Regions from separate parts of the Rattus norvegicus genome. Here region 1 is linked to region 2. A link is a contact called in public Hi-C data. All regions are on one chromosome and are shown on one strand. Each heading gives the region's core, a stretch centred on a gene start, on an enhancer-like site or on the middle of the called end of the contact. The rest is flanking DNA. Distances are from core to core; before and after follow the strand shown. Region 1 holds the start of Ints14 (integrator complex subunit 14). Region 2 holds the start of Dis3l (DIS3-like exosome 3'-5' exoribonuclease).

What was found. A called contact is a pair of places that touch in the nucleus more often than the background predicts.
Region 1: a Hi-C map of Schwann cells shows a contact between it and region 2, with 3 times the contacts expected there. The contact joins the promoter of Ints14 here to the promoter of Dis3l in region 2. A contact is called at or near these places in 2 of 12 Hi-C or Micro-C datasets (the A7r5 cell line and Schwann cells).

Annotation. Positions count from the first base shown.
Region 1 is chr8:74,367,453-74,373,262 of GRCr8, reverse strand. Ints14 (integrator complex subunit 14) reads right to left here and starts at 2,130. Exons shown (of 13, transcript NM_001007663.1): 1 at 2,119-2,130; 2 at 1,061-1,352.
Region 2 is chr8:73,731,342-73,737,548 of GRCr8, reverse strand. It overlaps Dis3l (DIS3-like exosome 3'-5' exoribonuclease), which reads left to right and starts at 2,022. Exons shown (of 17, transcript NM_001008380.2): 1 at 2,022-2,275; 2 at 3,690-3,843. The coding sequence starts at 2,137.

The DNA.
Region 1 (5,810 bases), core at 881-3,380, 640 kb before region 2:
TGAAACCCTGTCTCAAAGGACCAAAATGGGAAAAATCACACTGCATACATTATATAGAATTAGGGTAGACTCAACAGGGTCAAAATTTAGTGTTCGCTAATTTAACAAGAGGCAGACTGCCCGACTATAAATGTGTGACATTCTACAATTCCTTTTGTAAGTAGGTTGCTGGGAACTCAGCACATGCTAATTCGTGGAAATGATGTTAAAGCCTTTTTTTTTTTTTTTTTTTTTTTTTTAACAGCATACTGGCCAAAAATACACCTCAGATAGTGTAACATCCCATATGTCCAACACCAATAATGTTAATCCGTAGAGAAAAGTTTTCTTTTTAGACTCTCTTAGCAGTCCAAAGTGTTAGACAGTAGGAAAGAAAATCTCATTTAGTTTTTATTCAGTGTGTGTCTGTATGAGTGCCTGCCACACCTGAGTAGATTCCCTCAGAGGCCAGATTCCCTAGAGTTGGAGTTACGGGCGGTTGTGAGCTGCCCACTGTGCATGCTGAGAACTTAACTCAGGGTCCCCAGAAGTAAGTGCTCTTAACCACTGCTCCACTCGAGCCCCTGAAAGAAACATTAAATATGTATCCCTCTCTCTGCTTCTTTAAACAATGTTAAACATACTCACTCTTTGAGAGGTGACATGGCCTCACCCCCAACCCTAGCATTGCTGCCCTGATTTGCTACACACTAGCATTTTCCTAAGTCCATGCTGCCTAACAAAAATGAGTTCAGAACTGTATTAAATGAGGTGGCTAAGGGCAAGGATCACCATAAGAATTTGCTCCTAATATCGACTCAGACTTACATCTGGCACACAGTAAGTGCCCAACGAAATTCAACACACCCAATGAACTATCCCTATTCACAGCATGCATTAATTCATTAGGAAAATACATTATACATCTTAACTCTGTACACAGAAATACACTTTTTTATTTAAGCACAGACACCAGGGATTCCTGCACTTCTGCTCGGGTATAGTTTATCCAGCTCTTGTGGGTCACATTTAAAACCTGGAGGCCTCTATGGTTTTTAAAAGTTGAAGATCATGTCCTCACCTCTTAAGAGATTAGGAAACAGTTGTCTGGATCCAGTATCAACAAGCACTTCCAGTCCATGAAATTGCTATTAGCACGGCAATGTGTGACCACAGCTGTCGGTCTGGCCTTCTCCGCAGACACCTGGGAACTTGGCTCTTTCTCCGGACTGATGCATTTGTGTCAGGTCTCAAGTGCACTTCCTCAGCCCTGGCCGACTTGTGCCAATCCAATTTTGTTTTCAGGTTGTAAGCACGGGGTAAACGAAAGAATGGAACGTCTCTGAAGGTTGTTTCACTCAAGCAGTCTGGGCCTAGTCACAAAATTAAAAAATAAAATCTTTCATTACTAGCTGATAGTAGATAACACGATGTATTTCTCACTTAGATTGACTTTGATCTTCAAGTTTCTCTACACTGCCCTCCGCCTTTCCAACAGGTACCATTTTACAGACAATGTTTCGGATATCTGAGTTTTCTTTCTCCCAGACCGTCTACTCCGGAAGATACATCCTCGCCACCTGATTGCTCTAAAAGCCATCAATTACATTTATAGTTCTACCCTAAAGGGGATAATTAGCCCATTCACGGCAATTTGACTCTCAGGAGTCTCTCAGAGCTCCACTTCAGTTTCTAAGTGCATACACTTTGGCTTTTCTACCTACGAGTCCCTCTAAATTCTCAAATGATTAATATCTGAATGGATGGCCTGAAACACTGCATAGTTCATTTGGATTGTGACTGGAGAATAGACTTTTACCTTTAAAACGAGCCCAAAACGTTTGTTGTGTGGAACTCTCGGGGAGAGGGGACGGAAGTCTCAGGGTCCAGGGACGGAAGTCTCTCAGGGGAAGAAAGAACTCGGCCCCAAGCGCGAAATCTCGCTGCTTACAAGAAACACGCTGAAGACCTGGGCCACACAGAGGGAAGGTCGGTCGCAGGCCTTGGAACCAGCGCCCAGAGACGACCACCGCACGCAGGCTGCAGAGAAGGCCCGTCGCCCGCCCTATGCTGTTCCTTCCCCTGTAACCCTAACCGACATCCAAACACAGCCCTCAACACACAGATTCCCTGACTTACCCGGAGCCCATCTCCAGCCTCTGTCCGTCTGCTTAAACCTTCCGCCCACGCGCCATAGCCGGAACTTAAGGGCCGCGCGACACAAGGGAACCTGGAGCCAGAGAACAGCCCGGGCTGGGCTGGGCGGGGCTTCGAGCCCATGGGAGCTGGGCTATGGCTCCTTTGGGACACTAGGGGGCACTTCTTCTCTGCCTCTCGCCCAAGGATCCCCAATTTTACCCTGAGGCTGAGCCCTGCGGGTTTCTGGCCCTCCCTTCTTTGTCTTACCAGATTCCCTGCGTGCGTCCCTCCATTTATCTCTTCCTTGTCTTCTTACTAACCTGTAGACTCCTGGCCAGTGTCTAACTCACATTTCTGTCATTGCTTCTCAGTCACATCCTCTGCACAGTAGACAGAATGCTCTTCCTACTCTTAAAAAACTGCAATTCCCGACCGAGTGCTCAGATTGTAAGCATCTGGCTGCGCTGAGCCTAATTTGCATTGGAATCTTCGTTTCTTGTTATTTCCCTACTCTGAGGTTGAGAAGGGGGGAAGCGTGGCTCAATTACTGCTGTGGTGCCTGGGGTGTGTTGAGTGAGGGTTTTGCTTTTAGGACTCCTTGTAAGGCTTTGAGGATCTCTGCCGGCTTCTCTCCACTGGGTGTCCCTAGCGTAGTATATGCCTCTGGGAGTTCCTTGTGGGGATGGGAGGGTGAGGTGGGCAAACCCTACAGCCCAGGGAATGTCTGGTAGTGGTAGGCATCAACAGATGGCAACAGGTCGCTGAGTAGTTATAGTACTTCAGTACAGCAATTACAAGTGAGAATACAGAGTTCCCTAGAAGGTCTTAGGCATATGACTTTTTCTTTTAGCTTATGGGTTGCAATTGGGATAAGGAAGGGACACTCTTAGAACAGACTTATCGGGCTGGAGAGATGGCTCAGTGATTAAGAGCACTGACTGCTCTTCCAGAGGTCCTGAGTTCAATTCCCAGCAACCACATGGTGGCTTACAACCATCTGTAATGGGATCTGATGTCCACTTCTGATGTGTCTGAAGACAGCAACAGTGTATTCACATAACTAAAACGAAATAAATCTTAAAAAAAAAAAAAGAACAGACTTATCACAACTTACTCTGTGGGAGAGAGTGTTTATTGTTCTTTGCTGTTTCCTCCTTCTATTAGAGGTGGCAGAGAAAGCAACACCAGGTTCTGGGAAACCAATAACAAGGCCCCATGGCCTGTAGACTTAGTTCCTGTTCAGAACGTCTTTTCCCAACCAGGCTAGTCTCAACATCTCAAAGACCTTGCTATGCTTGAACGGCGTGGGATTCTAGGCAAGTAAAACTGAATACTTGGCCGTAATTTCTAACACACCCTGTCCCCCTTGTTGGGTGGGATCTTGCCAAGACTGTGCAGGCAGAGGCGTTATCTGTCTAGTTGTCCCTACTGTGGCTATGATTCAGCCATGGCTTGCTGTTCTAGGCCAGCTTAGATACATGGTCTGGTTTATGGTCTTACAGACTAAACTTAAGTTTATTAGTTTGCTCATTATTAATGATCTGATGGGTGTTCAGATTTTTGCTGTCTTGGTCCTGCTGAACAGCTGGCTGAATTTTCAGTGACTTAGAAAGGAAAAGGTCAATTTGTTAAAACTGATGATAAAAGGCAGAACTATTGAGAGGAGACCAGGTAACTCACGGCAACCATTACATGCTTTGGTACTTTTTCCTTGTTACTGGAGCCCCTGATCAGCTCCGAATCAGAAGATTGTTCAGTGACGAAAAGTCAGAGCACTGACAAGGGACAGAGTGATTCAAAGGCAATACCTTTCAAGCTTTAGGTGACTGATAAGTCTTTTCCCATCCAAAAGACCCGCAGTATTTACATGTTCCCACACATAACTTTAAAGGAAACCAATAAGTAACATTGCTTTTGTAATATCTCACCTCTTATTTCCTGACTTAAAACAGTGAACTGCTGTGACACAGGCTTTGAAAAGGTGGGGTGGTTTGGTCATAGTGTGCTTGTAAGACAGAAGTTAGTGACAAAATTCTGCACCCCATGAACTGAACTGGAATTTCTTGGTTTGTTCACTAAGTCCCCAAGACAAGATTTTCATCTATAGACAGAAAGGTTAAGTAGTGACTACAGAAAAAGTGGAATGAGAGGGAGAGATGGGGAGCCATGGGCTCGTTTCCCTATTGTGTACTTCCCTCCCCTCTTACACATCCGTGCTGGCCCACGGCCTTCATCATCCTTCCTGCTACATCTCGCCTGGCCCTGACTGACTCTCCTGTGTTGCCCAAGTTTCACACTCTCCCCTCTGTCCTACAGTTCTTCATCGCACTGTTTCCACCAGAGTAGAACTCTAGTGAAATCTCAGATATGACCCCCTCTTTAAAAACAAAACAACAACACCAACAAAATAAAAATGTCAAGACATTTTCTAGAGGTGGAGATGGAGCTCAATGGTAGAGTGCTTGCTTAGCATGCACAAAGCCTGGGTCCCATGTCCTGCATAAATAAGGCTTGATGGTACTCCCTTGCAATCCAAGCACTCAGGAAGTGGAAGCAAAAGGATCAGAAATTCAACTACAGATGGACTTCCTAAATTAATTTCTTTTTTTCTTTCTTTCTTTCCTTTTTTTTTCTTCCTAAATTTCAAAGCCAGTCTGGTCTACGTGAAACCCTATCTTTAAAAAAGAAGAAAAACAGCCAGCTTGGTGCTTCATACACCTTTAATCCCAGTAACTGGGAGGCAGAACACACAGATGTTTTCAGGCAGTTTTCAGGATGGCCTAGTTTACATATTGAGTTCAGGCTATCGAGGGGTACATAATAGTGAGACCCCCTCCTTCAGACGCCTTCAAAAGAAAAACACCACAGAGAAGCACACACAAGGATGGATAAGCATAAGAAATCCCCCTTCACCAGCCAATTGTTAACTCAAATCTTTAATTTTATTTCAGTGGCATCCTACTTCTCTGCATAATATTTTGGTAGAGATCCCAGACAGCTAACATTCTGTCCAGAAACATTTTGGTACATAGCTCTAGAAATAAGAACTTTTGTCTGCCTTATCCTTTTCATGGGTCTGTGTGCTGTGAATACGCATGAATACATGGTCTTAGGAGTGCAGTGGAATTGGAGCCCAAGGGTGACACCAGGAATCTTCTTCAGCTGCTCTCCACCTTCTTTTTGTGCACAGTCTCTCAACCAAGCGCAGAGCTCCCGGCTAACCAGCTAGGCAGTTTGCTCAGGGATCCCATCTCCGTCTTACAGAGGAGAGATGAGGCAGCAGAGTCCAGCAGAGAGTGTCCGATCCCCTGGGACTGGAGTTACAGGTGGCTTGACCTGCCATGTGGGTGCTGAGAACCCTGAGCTCTGCAAGAACAGCCAGTGCTCTTACCCGCTGAGCCATAGCTCCAAATCCCCCCAAATACATAAGAACCTTTTCTTTAAAAAAAAAACATAATTATATGGCTGCTATCAAATTTAAAAGAATTAACAATAAATCTTTACTATCCTCCAGTTGGCTTTCAAATATCCAGTAATCTGAGGCTCTCCACTTTTTAAATGTTTTGTTTCTTTGGATTACAATCTGATTAATACCTAAACCTCGAAATCTTGGTGCGCATGATCTGTGTACACATTAGTGTGTGAGTGCATGCGTGTGTGGAGGCCAGAAGTTGACATGGAACATCTTTCTC
Region 2 (6,207 bases), core at 773-3,272:
GGCACATGGAATCCCAGCAGTTGAGAGATGGAGGGAGGAGGAGTAAGGAAAGAGATCGAGGCTATTGGCTACGTATCATGACCCTGTCTCCAAAAGACTTGAGAGAGAAAAGAGAGGGTGTAAGGAAGAGAGCTGTGGATATGGCTAAGGATATGGCTCAGTACTTACCCTGGAATGCACAAAGCCCTGAGTTCCATCCCCAGGTACCTGCAATCCCAAGACCTAGCTACAGGCAGAAGGATCAGAAGTTTAACTACATGGCAAATTTGAACCCAACCTGGGTAGCTGACACCATAAGTAATTAATTTGAGGGAGTGGGTGGGGGGAAAAAGCAATTAATTTGTATGTTATTGCCCCAACACAAACCAAGGAGATGTGCAATGGACATTGGACTACTGTAATTATTCTCTGAGATAGCATCTCATGCATCCAGGCTGGTCTCCAATTTACTGTATAGCTAAGAACAGCCTCGAACTTCTGATCATCTTGTTCCTACATCCCCAAGTGATGGGATTATAGGCCTGTGTGCCTCCTGGGGGTAGGGCGGTGCTCAGCAAAGAACCTCGTGCTTGCTAGGCAAGCCCTCTGCCAACTAAGCTCCAGCCTTGTTTTAAACACTGATAAAAATCAACTCTGCATAAAACCCTAGGTATGCTGTTCCTTAAAGGGTGGTTCATTTGCGGACAATTTCGAGCTACAAAGTGCTGAAGAGAGATATTAAAGGCAGATTAGTACCTAATCGAAGTCATTCCTCCAACCCCATAGCACCAGTGGCTTTAAAAAGATAGCAAGGGAACTGGGGAGGGACTGGTGGACAGTTATCTAAAGCATTTTTTTATGTAGAGAACAATTTTGGCTACTCAGTGTCGTCTGGTCTCTCTGGAACTGACTCCTGTGTTAGACAGGAAGGGCCTCTTTCTTTGTGGAGAACGTTAGGAACCCTCCTTGCACTGTCGCCTGTGCGCCAGTTCTACATTATTTTCCCATTTGTACAAGTTTACCTTGAGTTTCACCGAGTGATTTGACACAAAGGTACAAGGAGGAGGGGACCGTGACTCTTTATGCATTCCCTGAGGGTGAAATGAGAGGCTGGTCCTGGTTTATTTCAGCTGTACTGGAAGAGCCATGTGTTTCCAGTCAACTGGGTCAGACACATTAACCAAAGGTTGCCAAGCAGTAAATTCCTTAGGTGCAGGCCCTGTGTTTTACTCACCATCGAATAGATGATGCTTAACCCGCTTTGAAGTTGAGCAGTTTCTAGCTTGAACATTGGTTCTGAAACTTAATAACTAGGTATCCTTGGACACTTAAGCTCCTTTAATGCAGCCTCACATACGGTGAAATGAGGATTAAAAATACACGCCCACTCCTTTGATTTAAGGAAGCTAAATGAGACTCTCCTGTATGAAGTTGCTAATGTAGCTCCAGTGGGCCCAGTGCTTGGAGAATCGAGGCTGTCTGGTCTCCCAAGATACTGTCCTTTTTGTCAAACACTACAAGCACAGTACTTAGTGATCATATCAATAGCAGTTTTAAGAATTCCTTTGCCAGAGGCTGCCAGCGCTATAAAAGTTATACAGTGTTTACCCCAAAGGACTGGTTTTCATTTTATCTGTAGTGTTTGAATATTTACATGCATTAAAATTTAAAATAAGCATATTTTGAAGGGGAAAACCAGGTTTGGCTAGCAGGGTTACCAGTATTTTTTTGCTGAGCCTTTCAATTCTTTCAGATATTGCAAAAATAAGGATGAAAAAACTCAATAGTTATTACCTCTGTTAATATGGCAAGCCCTTCCCACACCGGCCTGTGGGTAGAAAGAAAGTAAAAATAATCTTTTCACAAGGGAACTTTAGACTAGCTGCCACAGACTACCGTCTTACCCGCTGATTCTTTGGGTAAACAGTTTATCTACACTTTTCCCGCCCCGGGGCAACTAAGGCAAAGAGAGGAGTCAAAGGTGCAGGCAGGGCTGGGCCAGGCGTTTCCTCAGTGTAGGCTAGGTCGTTCCCGGTAGCGGGAACCCAAAAGCCGCCGCCTGCCCGGCCAGGCCGGAGGGGCGGGCCCCAGGCCTCGGCCTCGCCTCCACCTGCCGCCCGCCGCTTCCCGGCCACTGTGCCGGGCGACGCCGCCAGCATGCTGCAGAAGCGGGAGAAGGTGCTGCTGCTGAGGACCTTCCAGGGCCGGACGCTGAGGATCGTGCGCGAACACTATCTGCGGCCCAGCGTACCTTGCAACAGCCCCCTGTGCCCGCAACCTGCCACCTGCCGCAACGGTCAGGGCCGGGATGGACCGGGAAGGCCGGGGCGGGAAGAGCAAGGGAGGCCGGGGTCGGAGGAGAGAGGGAGGGTCGGAGGAGAGAGGGAGGCCCGGATCCGAGAGGGAGGCCGGCGCCAGAGGAGCGAGGGAGGGAGGCTGGGACCGGAGAGGGAAGCTGGGGCTCGAAGAGCGAGGGAAGCCGGGACCAAAGGAACAAGGGAGGCTGGGGCCTGACGTAGCGAGGGCGGCTGGGCGCGAGTAAAGGGAGCTGAGGCCTGAGGAGCGAGGGTGGCCGGGCCCTAGTGAAGGAAGCCGGACCCAACGAGACCGGAGAGCCGCAGCTTGTGGAGCAAGGGCGGCTTTGGGCTGGCGTCAAGGGCGGAGCCAGACCCTCGCGGACCGTAGGCAGCCGAAGCGAGCAAAGCAGTCTGGGCAGCCCAGGAGACGCCCTGGAGCGTCCGCAGTGCGTCCGGTCGTCCTTCCTAGTGATCGGAAGCAGACAGCACCGGCCTGCAGCTTCAGGGGCGCTCCTCTCAGGACCAGCCCACTGTAATGGCCGGGTCAAATGGGAGGCCCGAGAGCCTGCAGGCACCGGATGCTTCGGTTTTTCCTGGGGACCTGAGGGCGTAGGCACCTTCTTTCTCCCAAAAGTAGCTACTGGCATTGCTCCTGAGCTCACTGCTGGACTTTTGGCATTGCCTGCTCTGCTCCTACCAGTACGCAGACTCTCCAGCATGACAGCCTCTTTATCTTAGGACTAGGGACTTAGGCTGGGGAATGCTGGGAGCTAGACTTTCCCCGATTTTCAGGCAGCATGTTGCTGTTTGTTACCCCCGGGGAGATGAACCTGAGGAGGTCTTTTCAGAATACATAATCGAGGTCGCAGCTTGACCAAGCAGGTGTCAGTTGAGTGGAAACCCTGCCGCTGCCCATGGATTGTATAGCACAGCCTTTCTAGTATGTTTCTCTTTCAATCCTAGAACAGTGTAGCCATGTTCAGAAGCTTCAAACAGAACATCCTTGGAATTTTTAGGTACATACAAGTGATTAACACACACACACACACACACACACACACACACACACACACACACACACACATGTGCACTCTTGCTGTGACGGCTTAGTAGAAATTTAGCTTCTTCCAAGGATGTACTTGTTTTTAAAATATCAGTCATCCTCTTAAAGAAGTACTGGCAACAGCATAAACCATGTTGGGCTTGTATTTAATCACAGCTGAGGGGAGGGGGAAGCAATGAATCTGAACTTTGAGCCTCTACCAAACTAGATTTGTCTTGTCTTTTAAAAACTTCAAGGTGAAATTAAGATGAGAAGTTATTTTGCACACCGGGAGCACTGCGACATTGAAATAGTCATAAACCAGGTTTGAAAATGTTACCTAATCGCTTCCACTCTGAATTATGTTTCAGATGGGAAGCTCTTGTCTGCTGAAGTGACTCATTATGTGATCCCAGACTGGAAAGTTGTCCAGGATTACCTTGAGGTCCTGGAGTTCCCTGAGTTGAAGGGAATTATTTTCATGCAAACGGCTTGTCAAGCTGTGCAGCATCAGAGAGGCCGGAGGTATTTGTTTTGCATTATTTATTTATTTATTTATAGTACAGGTTCCCCAGCCCCCTTTAGAAAAGGTCCTTTGTTAGAGGGAAAGAGGAGGAATTCATTATTTTGACAGAAAGGATTTTTGAAACTAATTTGGTATTCTCTTTGCTGGTGAGGAATGCAGTAACATTTTATATGTGTGCTTCAACACCTGGCCAAAAGATCTGGCTGTAGATCAATAAACTGCAGTATCCCCAGGATGGACATAGTTAGGATTCTATGGTGAATTGGCATCTGGTTTACATTTTTACGGGTGGCACAATCTTGTCTTCTTTTTAATTTTGCCAATGATGTATATTATTTAATATTATTCATAGGTAGATTGTTTCAGGAGCATTCCTTTCTTTGGAAAAGAATACATTTAAGTCTTATCTTCCTCTATTGTAGATGCAAACTGTACTTCCAGTGATTTATTCAACGAAATTAAAAAATAGCTCATTCTGATTTTTAGATTAGTCCTGTAACTATCAGCCACAGTAATTGTATTTGCGGAACAAAACATTTCTAATTGGACCAGTTTAAAATACTTGCCTTGTACCTAAGTGAAAGAGGTATTACCCCTTTTTGTGAAAATGCCCTAAAATACAGTTTGGCTTCATTTAATATTTGGAAACTTTTACGATCTGAACTTTTATGATCCGACTCTGAGAATAGCACGTTAGAATTATATTCCCAAACCCTCAGCACCCCAAGTTATTTAACAAGCAGAAACTGTATTTATTCTGTTTTTTAAGATGTTTTGGTTTCTTCAGACTTTGGTAGTAAAAGATAAAAGTTTTCTTTATTTGTGTATGAAAATGATAAATTGTCCTTATGCTCAGTTCAGAAAAAATATACATTAGCTAGAATGTACATGGTTTTTTTTTTCAAATTGAATATTTTAAAATAAGCTTGAAGTTGGTTTTATTTAGACACAGACATATAGACGTTTACACACAGCCAGGTTTAAACACTGCTGCAGGTGTCATATTTCAATTTCTTTTGCTAAAATCAATTTGTTGTTACCGTTCGGCTCACTCATGCACCGCAATCCGCTTCAACCTCTGTTTTCTAAAACGTTTTTAATATTAGGATTGTTTTGAAAACCAATTCCTGGGACAACCGAAAGCAAAGAGTTGGAATTTAAATGTCCTTTCTCCTGAATGTTTTAGTAGTTAAGTTGATGAAGAGCTCCCAGCATTGGGTTTTGTTTTGCTTTACCCTGTGTCTTAGGATTCTATAGGAGAAAGCAAAGGGTGGAAAACCGGCAAGTAGGCCCCACCCTCCTGATATTTCATTAAAAGGAGCACTTGGTCAGCTTGCACTGTCAGTGGCTTTAAGGTAAACCAAGTGCCAGGATATAGGCTTACTCAAATGGCAACAGTACCAGCCCTGTTTCTAGCAGGAAATGGGTCTCCTTATACCCAAGAGCCAGGCATAATTGTAATCCCAACATTGTTAAGTAGAAGGTTCAGTTCTATGTTAGTCTCTGTTGTTCGGAAAGCTTAAAGCCAGTACAGACTAAATGAGACTCTGTCTGCACAAACAAACACGCATAATTGTATTGGTGTTTAGCTATAAATCTATTTATAGCCTTTTTAAGTACTTAATAAGCTTTAAAAGCAAATTAAACCCCTAAATTTAATAAACAGCATAGTATTGTAAAATTGTAAATGTATTACCATAGTCCCTTGGTTTATTAAAGGAATTGGTTCTGGGACCCTAAGACTACCACAGTCTGCAACTGTTCAGGTTACAGACATAAAATGGCCATGGGAGAGCTGAAGAGGTGGTCCTACAGTTCAGACCATTTGTCGCTCTTGCAGAGGACCCAGGTCTGATCCCCTCAACAACAAGGTGGTTCACAGCCATCTAAAACTCCAGTTCCAGGGGATCCAATGCCCTCCCTCTTCTGACAGCTATGAGCACCAACCATTTTCATGCTATACATGCATATGTTCAGCAAAATAGTCAGATATAAAATCAATAAGTCTAATTTAAACTTTTAAATAAAACTGTATTGGACTAACAAGGTGGCTCAATGTGTAAAGGAGCTTGCCACCAAGCCTAAGTTCAAACCTCAGTGTCCACGTGGTGGAAGGAGAGAGCCAACCCCTCAAATTGTCCTCTGACCTCCACCCGTACCCATCCTCCTCCAATAAAAGTTATACTTTGTGTTTTAAATAGCATGGTGTTTGCAAATAATCTTCACTCACTGTCCTGTAGGCTCTAAATCATCTCTAGGTTACTAAAACACCTAAACCAGTCCAAGTGCTCTGTAAACTATTGTTATATTGCATTGTGTGAGAAACAAAGACAGGCAAAAGCATTCATTCTTCGTACAGTCAG